2 separate regions of the Mus musculus genome follow, and region 2 is linked to region 1. The links are chromatin contacts, called in public HiChIP or PLAC-seq maps. All regions are on one chromosome and are shown on one strand. The core of a region is the stretch at or near the end of the contact, and the rest is flanking DNA. Distances in the headings are between cores, read along the strand shown. Region 1 holds the start of Cwf19l1 (CWF19-like 1, cell cycle control (S. pombe)). Region 2 overlaps Chuk (conserved helix-loop-helix ubiquitous kinase).

Region 1 (7,267 bases), core at 2,402-4,901:
CTCCGGAGTCTCCTCTGAGGTGGTACCTCTCAGAAACTCACACCTGGGACTCCTCACCGTTTACTTGAATGCTTCATCATCCATCTAAGATGGAGACTGTAGAGTTCAGGGCATACCTGGGTTTGCCAGTAGAGTCCAGTGAGGGGACCTGTTTTCCCTGGTATTGGGCATTTAGCACGTCATCTTCTAAAATGGCTGCTTTGTTTTGTTTGTTTTGTTTTCTACTGATGATATAGTGAATTGTTAACAAGATTCTAAATTAAAAAGGAAAACAAAACAAATGTGGGTTTTTTGGTTTTTGTTTTGCAACTTATTACTATCTGTGTGGTGATAATTTGCCTTTCCATAACTGCCAATAACAGAAAGTCATGAAACAATTCTAAGCCAAGGCTTAAAGGCTGAGCAGAAGGAGTGAAAGGAGTATTTCAATAATTTCGTAACCCGAGCCTTCCTCCAATCAGGGACTGAACCTCGGCCTTGAATGTGCAGGACAAGCGCTCCACCAGGGAACTCTTTCCCTAGCCCTTTCACTTTTTATTCTGAACCTAGGGCTTCAAGGCAGTGGCCCTCAACCTGTCGATCAATATCCTCCTGTATAACAGATTATGATTCATAACAGCAGCAAAATTACAGTTATAAAGTAGTAATGTAATAACTATGGTTGGGGGTCACTACCTGAGGAGCTAACTGTGTTAAAGGTCTCAATGTCAGGAAGGCTGAGGAGCACTGCTCTAAGGACTTCAGTAGGCTTCAAATTGGCAACCTTCCTGCTTCAGCCTCCTCGAAAGCTGAGCTCATTGACCTGGGCCACCAGGCTCAGTTTCTTCTTTCTTTCTACTTGAGGCAGATGTGTGGGGGTGAGATGACATGTTTACATCTGTTCTGGAAATGTGGCAAACACAATGTGTATGTGTGCCTGTGTGTTAGGTGGGAAGGCAGGGAGCAACAGTCATACATAAAGCATTTTGTGACATATTTCCTATTGTATGTATGGGGTGAGAGGAATTTCGGAGAACTAAAGACATCAGATGGATGACGGGTTAATACAAAGTTGGTTGGATTGGGAGGCATCCTAACCTTATCTACAGCAGCATGCTGTCACCTAGCAAGGTGCCTAATGTTCTGCATGCCATTCCCAAGTATGGTAGTTTGATTAAGAATGGCCCATATAGCCTCATCGATTTGAGCCCTCAGAGAGAGTAGCACTATTTGAAAGGATTAGAAGGGTTAGAGGGTGTGGCCATGGAGAAAGTGTGTCAGTTGGAGGTGGTTTTAAGCTTTCAAAAGTCCATGCCAAGCCCAGTGATTCCCAATGGATCAGGAAGTAGTTCTCATCTACACCAGCACCATGTCTGCCTACAGGCTGCCATGCTTCCTGCCATGATGATAATGGACTGAACCTCTGAAAGTAGCCCCAAGTTCAAGGCCTTCTTTATGAGAGTTGCCTCAGTGATGGTGTCTCTTCCAAGCATTAGAACAGTGACTAAGTAGGATACCAAGAGGTTGCTTCTTCTCCTTCTGCCTCTTCTGGCTGTTATAGACTGTAATCATTTATCCTTACTTCTCCGGTCTGTAACGGGCCTTTCATTTAAATATGATATATGTGCATGCTTTGTCTGCATGTATATGTGTGCATTGTGTGTGTGCCTGGTGTCTATGGAGGTCAGAAGAGGATGTGGCATCCCTGGAACTAGAATTACTGAACCACCATGTGGGTCCTAGGAATGAAACCCAGATCCTTTGGAAGAGCAAAGTGCTCTTAACCATGGAGGATACATCTCTCCAGCCCCCAAAACTAAAATTCTTAAATGTATACAAGGGTCCTACTTAAAGATATGTGTATCTTAGGCTGGTGAGATGGTTCAGCGGTTAGAGCACTGACTGCTCTTCCAGAGGTCCTGAGTTGAATTCCCAGCAACCATATGGTAGCTCACAACCATCTGTAATGGGATCCGACACCCTTTTCTGGTGAGTCTGAAGACAGCAACAGTGTACACACATGAAATAAATAAATCTTTTAAAAAAGAGGCTGATATATATATACATATATATATATACACACACACATACACACACATACATATACACACAGACACATATATATACACACATACATATATACACATATACATATATATATACACACATATGTGTGTATGTGTATATATATATATATATATATATATATATATAATCTTGTTATTCCTACACTTACAGTGTAGTAAGCCATCTCTATGGATACATTTTTATTTTTAGAATTGATTTGATCCTATAGGAAAGTTGCAACAATAATACAGGCAAATTTCACAGACACATTTTCATATTTTACTGTTGTTTTCTCATCTCTGAAATCATATAGCTGTTCATATTAGCAAATCTGTCTTCAAGATTCAGTCTTGAAAGCCACTCCTGGAGTGTATCATCCAAAAAGTAAGAAAAAGGTTTAAGTTACCAACAAAGCAGGGGTATTAATATGTATGAGGCAAAGGATTTAATAACCCCCTCAAAAGCACTGCAGAAATTGTGAGAAAATTAGAGATTTGAGATTCTTTCTTAACAACTTGATTCTGGTAACTTGGGTTTCTTTCCTTGTCAGGACAGTCCTTTCCAGGTCCTTAGCAGGCTGTTGCTGGTTGGCTTGGCCCCTTCAGAAAAACCGACTTACCAAAAGCAAAGCAAAAAGAGACTAGAGATAGGACCCGATGAAAATGTGAAATTTGTTTAATCCCTGAATGAAAATAGTCCCCATGTATACAATCAATTACAGAGAACTAAACATTGTGTACATTAGGTCTTGTTACTGAATTAATTTAATTCTTTTTCAGTGTGCTAATATTAAGGTAACTTAAGGGAGGGTATTTTTATGTATTTGAGAGGTGCACACTGAGGTCTGCACTTCGCTTTCAGATAACTCAGTGAGAAGGACAGGGTTTGGGTACTGGGGGAGAAGTGAGCAAGAGAGAAAATGTAGCGACATGCCGATACACTGAATAGAAGCTATTCTTTCAATGTGTTAAAAAAAATTTAGGGGCTAGGGAGATGTCTCAGTCACCCATATAACAAATCATGAAGACTGGAATTCGCATCCCTAGTACCCATGTAAGTCTAGACAGGTAAGTTTCAGGTCCCACGGGGAATCCCAGCGTTCAGGAAGCAGAATTAGGGGATCTTTTGGGCAATATGGCTTCCTAGACTAGTCTAATCCAACGAACTCTGGGTTAAAATGATACCCTATCTCACTCAATAAGATTGGGAGCAATAGAAGAAGATTCCTATTCTTTCCACAGGAACCTGCATGCACACAAGCATGTCCCCCTCCCCCCAAATACAAACTAAAACAAAAACAAAAAACCCAGCCAGGGTTGGAAAGATCTTAAGAGCGCTAGCAGTCATGGGATCCATACAAACTCGCAGGCGCACAGTTCAATAATTCCAAATGTTTCTAAAACAAACAAAATAAGACACATTTTTTTTCTATTTTAATTCCTCCATCCTTTTCACTCCAGTTACCTTTCCTTAAATAAATAAATATAAATAAATAAATAAATAAATAAATAAATAAATAAATAAATAAATAAACGCGGAGAGATTTTTACCCCTCTACACGCCCCATAGCTAGGTGATTTCTATTGGCTGAGTGGTGTGACGTCATATTTCTGCGCCCCGGCGTTCCAACCTTGAGCGCGCGTTCGTGTTTCTAGCCTTTGGTGGCCGTCCCAGCCCTGGTTGTCATTCCCGATGGCTCAGAAGCCACTGCGTCTGTGAGTGACCTTGCATCGGTAGACTCAGGCACATAGGAGAAAGGGAGAGAGGCGGGCGGAGGAGTGGGGGGGTCTTTCTCCACACCGGAAGGGGAAGACGGAGGGGAGGTCGCAGGGCTGCTGGGAGCCGGAGTGGAGGCTTCCTGTTCTCGCCTCCCAGTTCATTTCGCCCTGGTGTCTTCAGAGTCTCTCTGGCAGAACTAAAAACTTGATGAGCCGGACTTCTTTTTCCTTAGGCCTAGTCTGCCTGGGACACACCATCTCCTTGTCGTTTCTCCCGGCGTCGCACGTATTGATTAGCCAAATACTTGCAGGCATGGGGTGCACGCATGGGTTTTGTCAGACAAGATGAGCATTGTCCTGTCCTCGCGTACTTTTGTTTGCGCGGTCGGTTAGCGAAGACATGACTTAATTTAGAAAGACTATTGTATTGAGCAGCGGACAAGCGTCGCACAAACCAGTTCCCGCCTTGATAGCTGATAGTCTAGACTAGAATAACACGTGTTAACGAATGCGGAAAATGTAGAGAAAGGGTTGATGGTTCTGGAGGGTATATAATAACGATATTTGGCTTAGTATAAGGAATTAAGGCTTTCATGAGAAAGTGAGGATTTTTTTTTTTTTTTGAAAGTGAGGATTTAACTCTGGCAAATATTATTGTATTTAACTCAGAGAAGACATTGAAACGTTTAAAAACTCCTTAGTGTGACCTAGTTTTTGTTATGGAAAGTGATCCTGCTTGAAAGTTGGGAAACAAATAAGAGCCGAAGTAGAAGGCAACAAGCATTAGGTAAAGCAATGTCAGAGAGAAAGTTCAGGAATGGATAGTCTGTTAAGCAGGTGGACTCACAGGGCCTGGTGATGTTTTGATGGTGAGAAACCTCCACTGTAAGGTCATAGATTTCTGTCTTCAGTCATTGGGATCAGAAAATGCTGAAAAGGGGCCCAGATCAGAGAGTGAATATGGATTGTACCTGTCAGGAATTGATAATCAACAGGGAACAAAAAGATGTTAGAGGCTCTCAAAGAATAAATTATACTGCATGATAGTTAGGACAGAATTTGTTCTGAAATGGTATATGGATTTCTGAGATTTTGAGAAAGTGGCTTTCTCAGCCCACCAGGAGGCTACAGAGACTCAGCCTTGATGGATGGAAAAGCCTTGAGGTTGAGCACAATGGGGCTCTTAGGAAAGAGAATTCCCTAGAGCCTAGCAGAGGCAGAGTGATCAATCTGCAGTTTGGGAGAGTTTAGTTAGGAAAACTTAGAGAAAGTACTGGGAAGACAGGCCAGAACCGGAGGAAAACTCTTTCTACAGGAAACGAGGCACTGTGTAATGTTTTTAGGAAGGAACATTAAACTGAAGCAGAGAAAGCACTATGGGGTCCATATAGTCTACCTTGCCTCCAAACCACATCAAGTAGGTTTCTCCGCCTCAGCCATTCCCTCTAAGTTGTTCAGATTTGTTTCCCTCCGTTCCTGCCTCTCCCTCATTTCCCATCCCGCTTCCCCACTTAGCTTGTCTTCAGACTTTAAGTTTCTCATCTGCTTTTCTCGTCCCTGTTTCCATTGGCCATTTCCTTGGTTAGCACTTTGATTGTAGTTTAACTGTTCCTCCAGACCGTCCTTTTCTGTTATTAGACGTATTGATGAAACATGTACAATCATATCCTTATGCTGCTTGAGACTGTTCAATGATAGGAACAATAAGAACAGAGAGATATACGACAATAGAGTCTATAGTATTTTGAGTTAAAAGATGTTACAAAAGTAAGTAAGGGCTGGTGAAATGGCCCAGTGAGTAGTGGCACTTCCTGCCATGCCTGGTGTCCTGAGTACAGTCCCTGATGACACACGTGGTGGAGAGAGGGAACTCTCTTTAGTGGTTCTCTGACCTTCACATGAACACCGACACATATACGCCCTCCCAATACAATACCTCCCCTAAAGTGAAAACAAACAAACGATGTAAGTCAGAATTGTACAAGTCAGAACTTAGATGTTAGAGCAAGTCACTTCACCACTTGGGACAGTCCCCCTCATCAACCTTCATGCTTGTCATTTTCTCCTCCCTGCCCTGTAACATGCTATGCTTGCCTCACAACATAGCCTTTTCCATATATGCTTGTGATTGGAGCCACCCGTCCCTTATTGTAAACTCTCTGAGGCTTTACATGAGTCCAAGTGCTTCTGTAATTCTAATGTGTTCTTAGGGTAGTATGTGACCATTGAGCTTTGCATAGTGTAGTTGTCCGGTTGGTGTTTGCTGAACGATGACTGAAGCCGTGTAGCAAGGCACACGCTGTGGAGGTGAGGAGAACAGAATGGGTGTGAAACATGGTTGGAGACTCACCTGGACTTAGATTAAATAAGGAATTAGCTGACTCTTAGTGACCAAGTTGGTGATAAACCCATCCACGAAATTTAAGAATCAGAAGAGGTTGGCTCAATTTTGAAGACACGAAAAGCAGATTTTTAGATATGGTGAGTTAGAGGTATTGGTGAGATATTCAGAAAAGTCTGCCTGGTAGCTCAGAGTAGTTGATATTGACCATAAGTCAGAAGATACCTGCTGGGACTAGTTCATAGCGCTAATCTAAAAAAACGAGTACATTTACACCAAGCCTAGCAGATCCATTTGTGTTTCCTGAATTGCTATAACGTTTATCTCTTGTTTGCAGCTTGGCCTGTGGAGATGTTGAAGGAAAGTTTGATGTTTTATTCAATAGAGTTCGGACAATTCAGAAGAAAAGTGGAAACTTTGATGTAAGATGATCATTTTTACTGAAATTTTACACTGTAGTCAAACATTAAAAGTACTGATTCTTTGTTAATTTTATGACTGACTTTCCCATTTTTTGTTAGGTTGTGGTTTTTATCCTTAATTACACTAAGTAGCTGTGGATTGATGGGAGGAGGGAGGCGGTCTATACTGTTCATCTCATTACTTTCTTACTGAACCAAAAACAAGCAAAGAAACACACTGAACAGAGCTAGCCAGTTCTGACACCTGGACTGATAAGCCCAGGTCTGCTTCACGGGTGTGCGCTCTGGATCAAATCAGATAACAGATGTGCAGGTCTTTACCAAAGAAAGAATGAGGAATGAGTGTTGTGTGTGCTTGCCACGTAGACTATGAGTCCCTAGGACACGGGAGGACTGTAGGGTTAGGGAGGACTTGTGCGTTGGGTTGAGGGATAAGTAAACACAGCAGCACATGTGGTGGGCTTCTGCCCTGTAGTTCTGAAGTCTAATACTGAAGTTTTGTATTTCACGGACTGATTCCTTCTGCATCTGTTTCAACACTGCTATGTATTCCAAGGAAGGAGGATAGAGAGGCCTTGGGAACCTTTGGAAAGCACATAAGTTCTGCCTTCTGAAAGCTCGTTTCCTTCACTTTCCCCCCACCCTCAATTTGGAGTGATTGACAGACAGTGCATCGAAGTTGAATAATTCATAGAATTATCGTTAATTAAATTAATGAAGAAATACTTGGTTTGAGACTA
Region 2 (7,250 bases), core at 787-3,286, 50 kb after region 1:
ACAGGAATAATCTCCAGTTCCTTGAGAGAAGCAGTCATGTCAGGCATACAGCCCTTACAGCTAGTCAGGTAGTAAATTCTTTTTAGCATCTATGGGGTTAATATTTGGAAAGGAACTCACAAAGAATGAAATATAATGTAGCTTACCTCCCTTAACACCATCTTACTTACAGTACAAGACAGCAAAATACAACTGCCAATTATACAGCTGCGGAAAGTATGGGCTGAAGCAGTGCACTACGTATCTGGGCTAAAGGAAGACTACAGCAGGCTCTTCCAGGGACAAAGAGCAGCAATGTAAGTGGATTGTTTTGAAGCGTAATGCCATGTGTATCATGTACTCAAGAATTATTCTTGCCAGGTTTCACTAGCAGGACTGTGTACAAACTAAAATATTGAGCATTAAATTTTTTTTAAAAAACCATGTGTTTATGTACATGTGAATGGGTGTGCATGTGGAAGCCAGAGGTTGATGTTGGGTATCTTTCCTTAGTGTTTTCTCACCTAAGTTTTGAGGCAGGATCTATTACTAAACCTGGAGCTCACTGAGTTAGACTGACTAGCCAGTGAGCTCGTAGGATCTGTGTCCCTCCCAAGCCTCTTAGTACTGGGGGTACAAGCACACTCTGTCATGTACTAAGCTGAGATAATCATGCGTGCAAGGCAAGCACTCTACCCACTGAGCTGTCACCCTGATAATAATCCTAACCAGACTTAGATTTCTTTCTTTCTTTTTTTTTTTTTTTTTTGTTTGTTTTTTTTTTGTTTTTTCGAGACAGGGTTTTTCTGTGTATCCCTGGCTGTCCTGGAACTCACTCTGTAGACCAGGCTGGCCTCGAACTCAGAAATTTGCCTCCCTCTGCCTCCCAAGTGCTGGGATTAAAGGCGTGCACCACCATTCCCGGCCAGACTTAGATTTCGTATTAATAGTGTAAAATCACTCAGCTGTAATGACTTGGAAGTAGTAGTTGCTGAGTGATCTTAGTTAAAGAAGGTTGTTTAATCACAGACTCCACAGGCAGGAAATAGGCCAGCTAGTTCTCTGAATTGATAATAGAAATTTAGGTTCTGGAGTTTGGATACTGTGTGTTTGCAAATTGTTATTCAATGTTTCTGAATGTTGATAATTTTGTTTTGTTTTGCTATGGCTTAGGTTAAGTCTTCTTAGATATAATGCTAACTTGACAAAAATGAAGAATACTTTGATCTCAGCATCACAGCAACTCAAAGCTAAATTGGAGTTTTTTCGAAAAAGCATTCAGCTTGACTTGGAGAGATATAGTGAGCAGATGACTTATGGGATATGTAAGTGTCGGGCTGTAACGTATTTGTAAGGATGTCCAGTCTCTCAAAACCATCTGCTCTTTGTTGACACATAGCCAGTTATTTAACTTCACAACAGAACAACACACAGGATAACTTAAGTCATCAAACTGTTTTTGTTTTGAGGGTTAGCTCATTTCATTCCTTAATTGAGCAACTTATTTCATAATTGTAATAGAATGACTTAACTCTAGAGAAGATGAATAAGAGACTTAAGACTATGAAATTTAAGTCTTATTTTAGGAAGGCACACCGAGTCTGTACTGGGATGACTTCTTAGCAGACACTGTACTGCAATGTGTGCTTCCCCCAATCGGGTACTGAAACCAAGAGCCTTGAGATAATGGTAGGAACTCTGGGAAATGATTAAGTCACAAAGGGACCTTCATGGATGAATTGTTTCCTTTAACAAAAGACTGAGATTCCTGCGCCCTTCCTGCCAGGAGAGGACACAAAAGGCAGCCATCTAGGAGCCAAATCTTCTTACTTTCCAACACTCAGAAATGAATTTCCATGGATATTTGCCACCTAGAGTACATTTGCCTTTGTTTTCTAGTTTTGTTCTAGCAGTGTAGCAGCCCAAATGGACTAACACAGCCAGGGGAATCTTAAATTAATCTGGTTTTCTGTTTAAAATATACATACATACATACATACATACATACATACATACATACATACATACGATTTCCAAGGTCCTGGTTTTTTCTGACCATCTGCTGTGGGGTTCAGGCTGCTGTTTCCTCCACACAGTACAACCTTAGCTTCCCTCAGATGTGTTACGGATTTATAAAGAGTTAAAATTCAAATAAACTGAGTTTTCTGATTTCATGAAACATCTCTTTTTTAAGGAAGTAGGTTCTGTTTATATTTGTATTTGACAAAGTTATGGATATCTCAGAATGTCCAGTTAGTGTCCAGTTAGTGATCAGAAGTGTCTAGTTAGTGAATATGTTTATCTTCCAGTGCTATTTCTTTGTTTGCATATTATAGGCATTCTTGTGAATGACAAAACATAATTATTTCATTAAGCATCTTTGACTTGTCATAGGCATACTGTACGACTAGTGAAGTACTAGTTAACATAGTGAAATAGATCTAGTTGTGCTGACACTAACATATCAGTAGAATATTTGACAGTGACTCTCTTGTTACTTTTCTCTTGTAGTGAACAAGGAACTTATAAAAGAAAGCATTTAGTCGGGGGTTGTTTACACAGGGTGAGCCCTTGACCAGCATGGTGACTGGCAGGCAGGCAGGCATGGCTCCAGCTGTAAGCTGAGTGCTTACATCTGATCCACAGGCAGGAGGCAGAGAGAGCAGACTGGGCCTAGCATGGGTTTCTGAAACTCAAAGCCCACTTCCACTGACAAATTTTCCAACAAGGCCGAACCTCCTAATTATTTCTAAACAGTTTACCACCCGGGAACCAAATATTCAAGTATATGAGCCTGTGGGGGCCATTCTCAGGAAACCACCACAGTGATAATTCAATTGTGAGGAAAGCATGCATAGATTAGGTTGTCTTGTGAGAGAATAGAGACTGTATCTTGTAACAGTCACTTTAGTGAGAACACTTGAGTAAAGGGACAGGCCTTTCTTTTTATACTTTTTATGTATTTTACAGTACTGGGAATTGAACCTAGTCCCTTGTGTTGTTTTTGATACAAGATCTTTATTTATGTTGTTTTGGGTGGCCTGGAATTGACTACATAGACCAGGCTGGCCTTGATCTCCCAGAGACCTGTCTGCTTCTGCATCCCAATCTGGCATGAAAACACGTGCAGCCAAACTCAAAGCCTTGTGTACACTAGGCAACTCCTCTACTACCAAGCAACATTCCTAGCCAACAATTAGCTTTCTGAAACCTGTTTATGTATTACTTTAAGATAAGTTTTTTGGAGGGGAAAAATATATATTATTCTCCTGTAACTTCCATAACAGCTCTGTGGCTTAAAACAGTATAGATGTAAAAGCTCAGAATTTCATGGCTAAAATCTAAAAATCAAGGTGCTAGCTATGCCTTGATTCTGGAAATTTGCAAAAACAGATGATTTGCTAGCTCTCCGGACGACCAGCCATGCTGACTGTCCTTCCTTCGGCTTCCCGCTTGACTTGTCATCACCATTCTCCTTTGTGTTTCTGTGTACCCCGCCTCCCCAAGACTGTTCTCTTAAGGACTCTGGAAAAGAGTCACACTGTGGGAAGGCCTAGCTTAGTCCAGTATGCGTACATACATAGGTGATTAACTTTATAAGTTGACTATTTCCGGTGAGGTAACCTTCTAAGGTATTGGGGCTTAGGAGTATAGGATGCCTATTTGGGTAAGACACTTTCAACCCATTATGTTTCTTTGATGTTGATAGACACAGCCAGGCTAATATCTAAAGATACCTTTTTTCTTCTTTTAGCTTCAGAAAAAATGTTAAAAGCATGGAAAGAAATGGAAGAAAAGGCCATTCACTATTCTGAGGTAAAATCATTGAACTCATTCTGTGTATTTAATGTCTCCAATTAGAAATTATCTTTTATTTTTGACATATAAAAAGTATTTATCTTTTCATTCCTGAAATTTAGAAAAATATCTTGTATTTGCTTTGAAAAGAGTGTGGAAGGTTATCATGGGCTATAAAACCAAAGGCATTGGTAGCATTAAACTCCAGTTTCTTTTATTTTGTGTGTGTGTGTGTGTGTGTGTGTGTGTGTGTGTGTGTGTGTGTGTATCTCCATATATGTGTGTGTATATGTATGTGTGTGTGTATGTATGTGTGTGCATATATATATTAGGGGCGCAGTCTTTTCTAATAGGCTTGTGAATATTAAATGGAAATCAGTAATGAGATGTATCATTAGTAATTTTTCTTACTGGTTTAAATAAGATGGCTTCACATCTAGTTTAAATGGGACAGTTCTATTTATACCTGCTGTCTTCTCATAATTATCAATAGTACTCTGCTTCATTCTCAAAACTATAAAGGTTTAGAGAACGTATCGCTCCTAAGGGAGGTACAGATAGATGGCATGTTCCTTTCTTCTCCTGGGTGTTCATGGCCTTGTGCTGTTGCTGCCCATGGTGCCAGTTCATACTTACACTGAGGATGTGAGTAGGCCAATTGGTATTGTGGAGCTGATATCACACAAAATGGCAGTGGTTTCAGTGGCCACTTAGTTTGTCTTGTGAATGGCACTTCTGTTGATTTTGCTTCTCCAGAGGCCAAAGCAAATGCTAGTAGTAGGTGACTATGGTTAGAAGGGAGAAATAGGAGTGTGTTTCTTTGTTTCTTTGTTGGTTTGTTTTGAGACAAGGTCTCACTGAATAGCCCTAGCTGGTCTGTAATTCACTATGTAGACCAAACTACCTTTGACTCACAGAGATAGATACATTTGCCTCTGCCTCCTGAGAGCTGGGATTAAGGGTGTCACCGTTGCACCTAGCATAAGGCATTTTTATATGAAAGACTGTCAAAAGCGTGATAAACCCCCACCATGGCTGAGGAGCAATTAGCAGTTATGGGAAGGAGAGTCAGTTTTCTTTAAGGATGTGGTCCCTAGTAGTTTGACTATGTCCTGTTGTGTGGCCTCACATTCTTTTTTTTTTTTTTTTTCGGTTTTTCAAGACAGGGTTTCTCTGTGTAGCCCTGGCTGTCCTAGAACTCACTCTGTAGACCAGGCTGGCCTCAAACTCAGAAATCCGCCTGCCTCTGCCTCCCGAGTGCTGGGATTAAAGGTGTGCACTACCACTGCATGGCCTCACATTCTTTAGTGTATATATGATCATCGCATATTGGACCCTGTGGATTATTTAAAAAAAAAAAAGACATGAAGTTGGGAGGGGCTAGAGGGGTAGATCTGTGAGGAGTTAGGGGGAATAGTGGGAGTAAATATCAAAATACATTATATATACCTATAAATTTCTCAAATTTTTAGTTGATTATTATTTAAATAGCTTTAACCAGTCTAGTGTGCTTTACACTGTAATCCCAGCACTCAGGAAAGCAAGACAGGAGAATTACAGGTTCAAGACTAGTCTAGCCTATATAATACAGCTGTCTCATTAAATAAACAGACAATTAGCTTTAACACAATTACCTTGTTGTAGTAAAATATTCAGTTCTACTGCTACAACAGCTTATGTTCTACCTTGTTCTATGTGGTAGTGAGCCTGTCATTGTCTTGGTTTGTGTCATATTTTAGGTTGGTGTCATTGGTTATCTTGAGGATCAAATTATGTCTTTGCACACTGAAATCATGGAGCTGCAGAAGAGCCCCTATGGACGACGCCAGGGAGACTTGATGGAGTCTCTGTAAGAATGTGTCTGTGCTATTGGTCTTGATTTTAGAATACTTTGTTTGTCCTTCCTACGTATATCTGGGTTTTTCTTACCTCTAATATATTCCTATGATATGATTTTCTTAAAAACATTCAATTATTTTGTTGGGAAGAGGTGACATGGAACACATCACATTGTACATGTAGAGATCAAAGGACAGAAGGTGGGGTGATAGTTCTCCCCTCCTACCATGGTGGGCCCAGGAATTGAACTCAGGTTCAAGCACCTTTACCTTCTGAGCCGTGTCTCCAGCCCTTAGAATATCTTAAAAGGAAGCTCTTTCTTAGTCATAGGGAGTTTGGGAAATAACTCTCTGGATTGTTATCTCCTCTGCGTGTGTGTTTAATGTATATTTAAATTACAAATGATTCCCCATTTTCTTCCCTTTTGGTCTAAGGGATAATCTCCTAACTCCTCTGTTGAGGCTAATTTCCTAAACATCTAACTAGAAACTTCAGATTTTTCTCTCTGATCACAAGCCATGATTTTTTATTCAAGTTGTGTATTATTAATCATTAAGTTACTTGCACATACAGAAAGGTGTTTGTTTTTCTTTTTTGTAGGGAGCAGCGTGCCATTGATCTCTATAAGCAGCTAAAGCACAGACCTCCTGGTAAGACACTTCAGTCACAGTATTGAAAGGTGGTTTAGGAAACACCCTAACTGAACAAAGTGGGTAAATTTTAATGTTTTTTAACTTCATAGTATGATCCTGTTTTGGTATTCTTTTTGCAACATTTGTGGCATAATAGCTTTAAATTTATAAAAACTTAAAAGATTAGAAGAGGAAAGTAATAAGGATATTGAAGTAGAAAAGTTTTAAAAGTGAAGTGAAAAGAAAGTAGAGAAGAAAAAAAGAAAAAGAAAAAAAAGGGAATTTAGCGTTGGATCAATGAGTAAAGTGCTTGCTCTGATAAACCCAAGTCTAGATTCCCAGCACTCACATAAACACATGCATGGCAGCACACCCCTGTGGTCCCAGCAGTACTGGGAGAGCAAGGACAGATGGGTTCCTGGCACTCAGTGGCCAGCCAGTCTAGCTGAAACAGCAAGCTTAAGATTCAGAGAGATACCCTATCAACAAGTGAGGTGAGATCTGTCAAGGATGATCGTGACGGTGACCTTGAGCCTCTGCATACTCTCTCCCCAACAAAAGGGAAGAAATAGCACCAGCACCCCCACCCTCCTCACCCCCAACACACACACACACACACACACACACACACACACACAGCAATAAAAGGGTGTAACGGTTGGGGAAAAATAACCTAGAGAGCTTGGAAAGAATTCAACATAGTGGGTTCTGGGTGGGATGGGAAGAGAAGCCATAGTCTATCCAGAAGCAGTTTGTCCTGAAAAGCCTTGCCTTCACCAGCACTGGTCACTGCTCATGTCCTTAGGGAACAATTCATACTGCACACTGCCAAATACAGAGCACGGTTGTTAGGAGGAATGTAGGTTGGAAAGCAGAAGCCTTGAATTCTAAATTGGGTATTTTACTGACTAATCTCCAGTACATCTCCATATTTCTAGTCCCCTGTTGTGCAAAACAAGTAAGAACCTAGCCTTCTAACTCATTACACTTTGGCAGTGTATT

What was found. HiChIP or PLAC-seq counts read pairs in DNA pulled down with a chosen protein or histone mark.
Region 2: an H3K27ac HiChIP or PLAC-seq map of extraembryonic endoderm stem cells shows a contact between it and region 1. The contact joins the enhancer-like site here to the promoter of Cwf19l1 in region 1. A contact is called at or near these places in 3 of 39 promoter capture datasets (HPC-7-derived erythroid cells, embryonic stem cells and liver), 1 of 15 datasets of contacts at CTCF or cohesin (the NIH/3T3 cell line), 8 of 484 Hi-C or Micro-C datasets (the 63-12 cell line, the AML12 cell line, cardiomyocytes and 5 more), 4 of 115 datasets of contacts at active chromatin or transcription factors (the SCID.adh cell line, embryonic fibroblasts, embryonic stem cells and 1 more) and 3 of 9 other capture datasets (adipose tissue, liver and pancreatic islet).

The regions. Positions count from the first base shown.
Region 1 is chr19:44,132,260-44,139,526 of GRCm38.p6, reverse strand. It overlaps Cwf19l1 (CWF19-like 1, cell cycle control (S. pombe)), which reads left to right and starts at 3,651. Exons shown (of 14, transcript NM_001081077.1): 1 at 3,651-3,761; 2 at 6,443-6,527. The coding sequence starts at 3,739. Bloc1s2 (biogenesis of lysosomal organelles complex-1, subunit 2) reads left to right here. Exons shown (of 5, transcript NM_028607.1): 5 at 1-281.
Region 2 is chr19:44,080,962-44,088,211 of GRCm38.p6, reverse strand. It overlaps Chuk (conserved helix-loop-helix ubiquitous kinase), which reads left to right. Exons shown (of 21, transcript NM_007700.2): 12 at 173-296; 13 at 1,153-1,304; 14 at 3,734-3,795; 15 at 5,517-5,626; 16 at 6,217-6,266. Among named protein-coding and RNA genes, the nearest start is that of Erlin1, 15 kb to the right of the region's middle. Within about 2 kb of position 2,036, at least 12 of the 459 cell types and tissues checked have an H3K27ac peak or open chromatin away from gene starts, as enhancers often do. A contact at or near this core is called in extraembryonic endoderm stem cells, where this site is marked.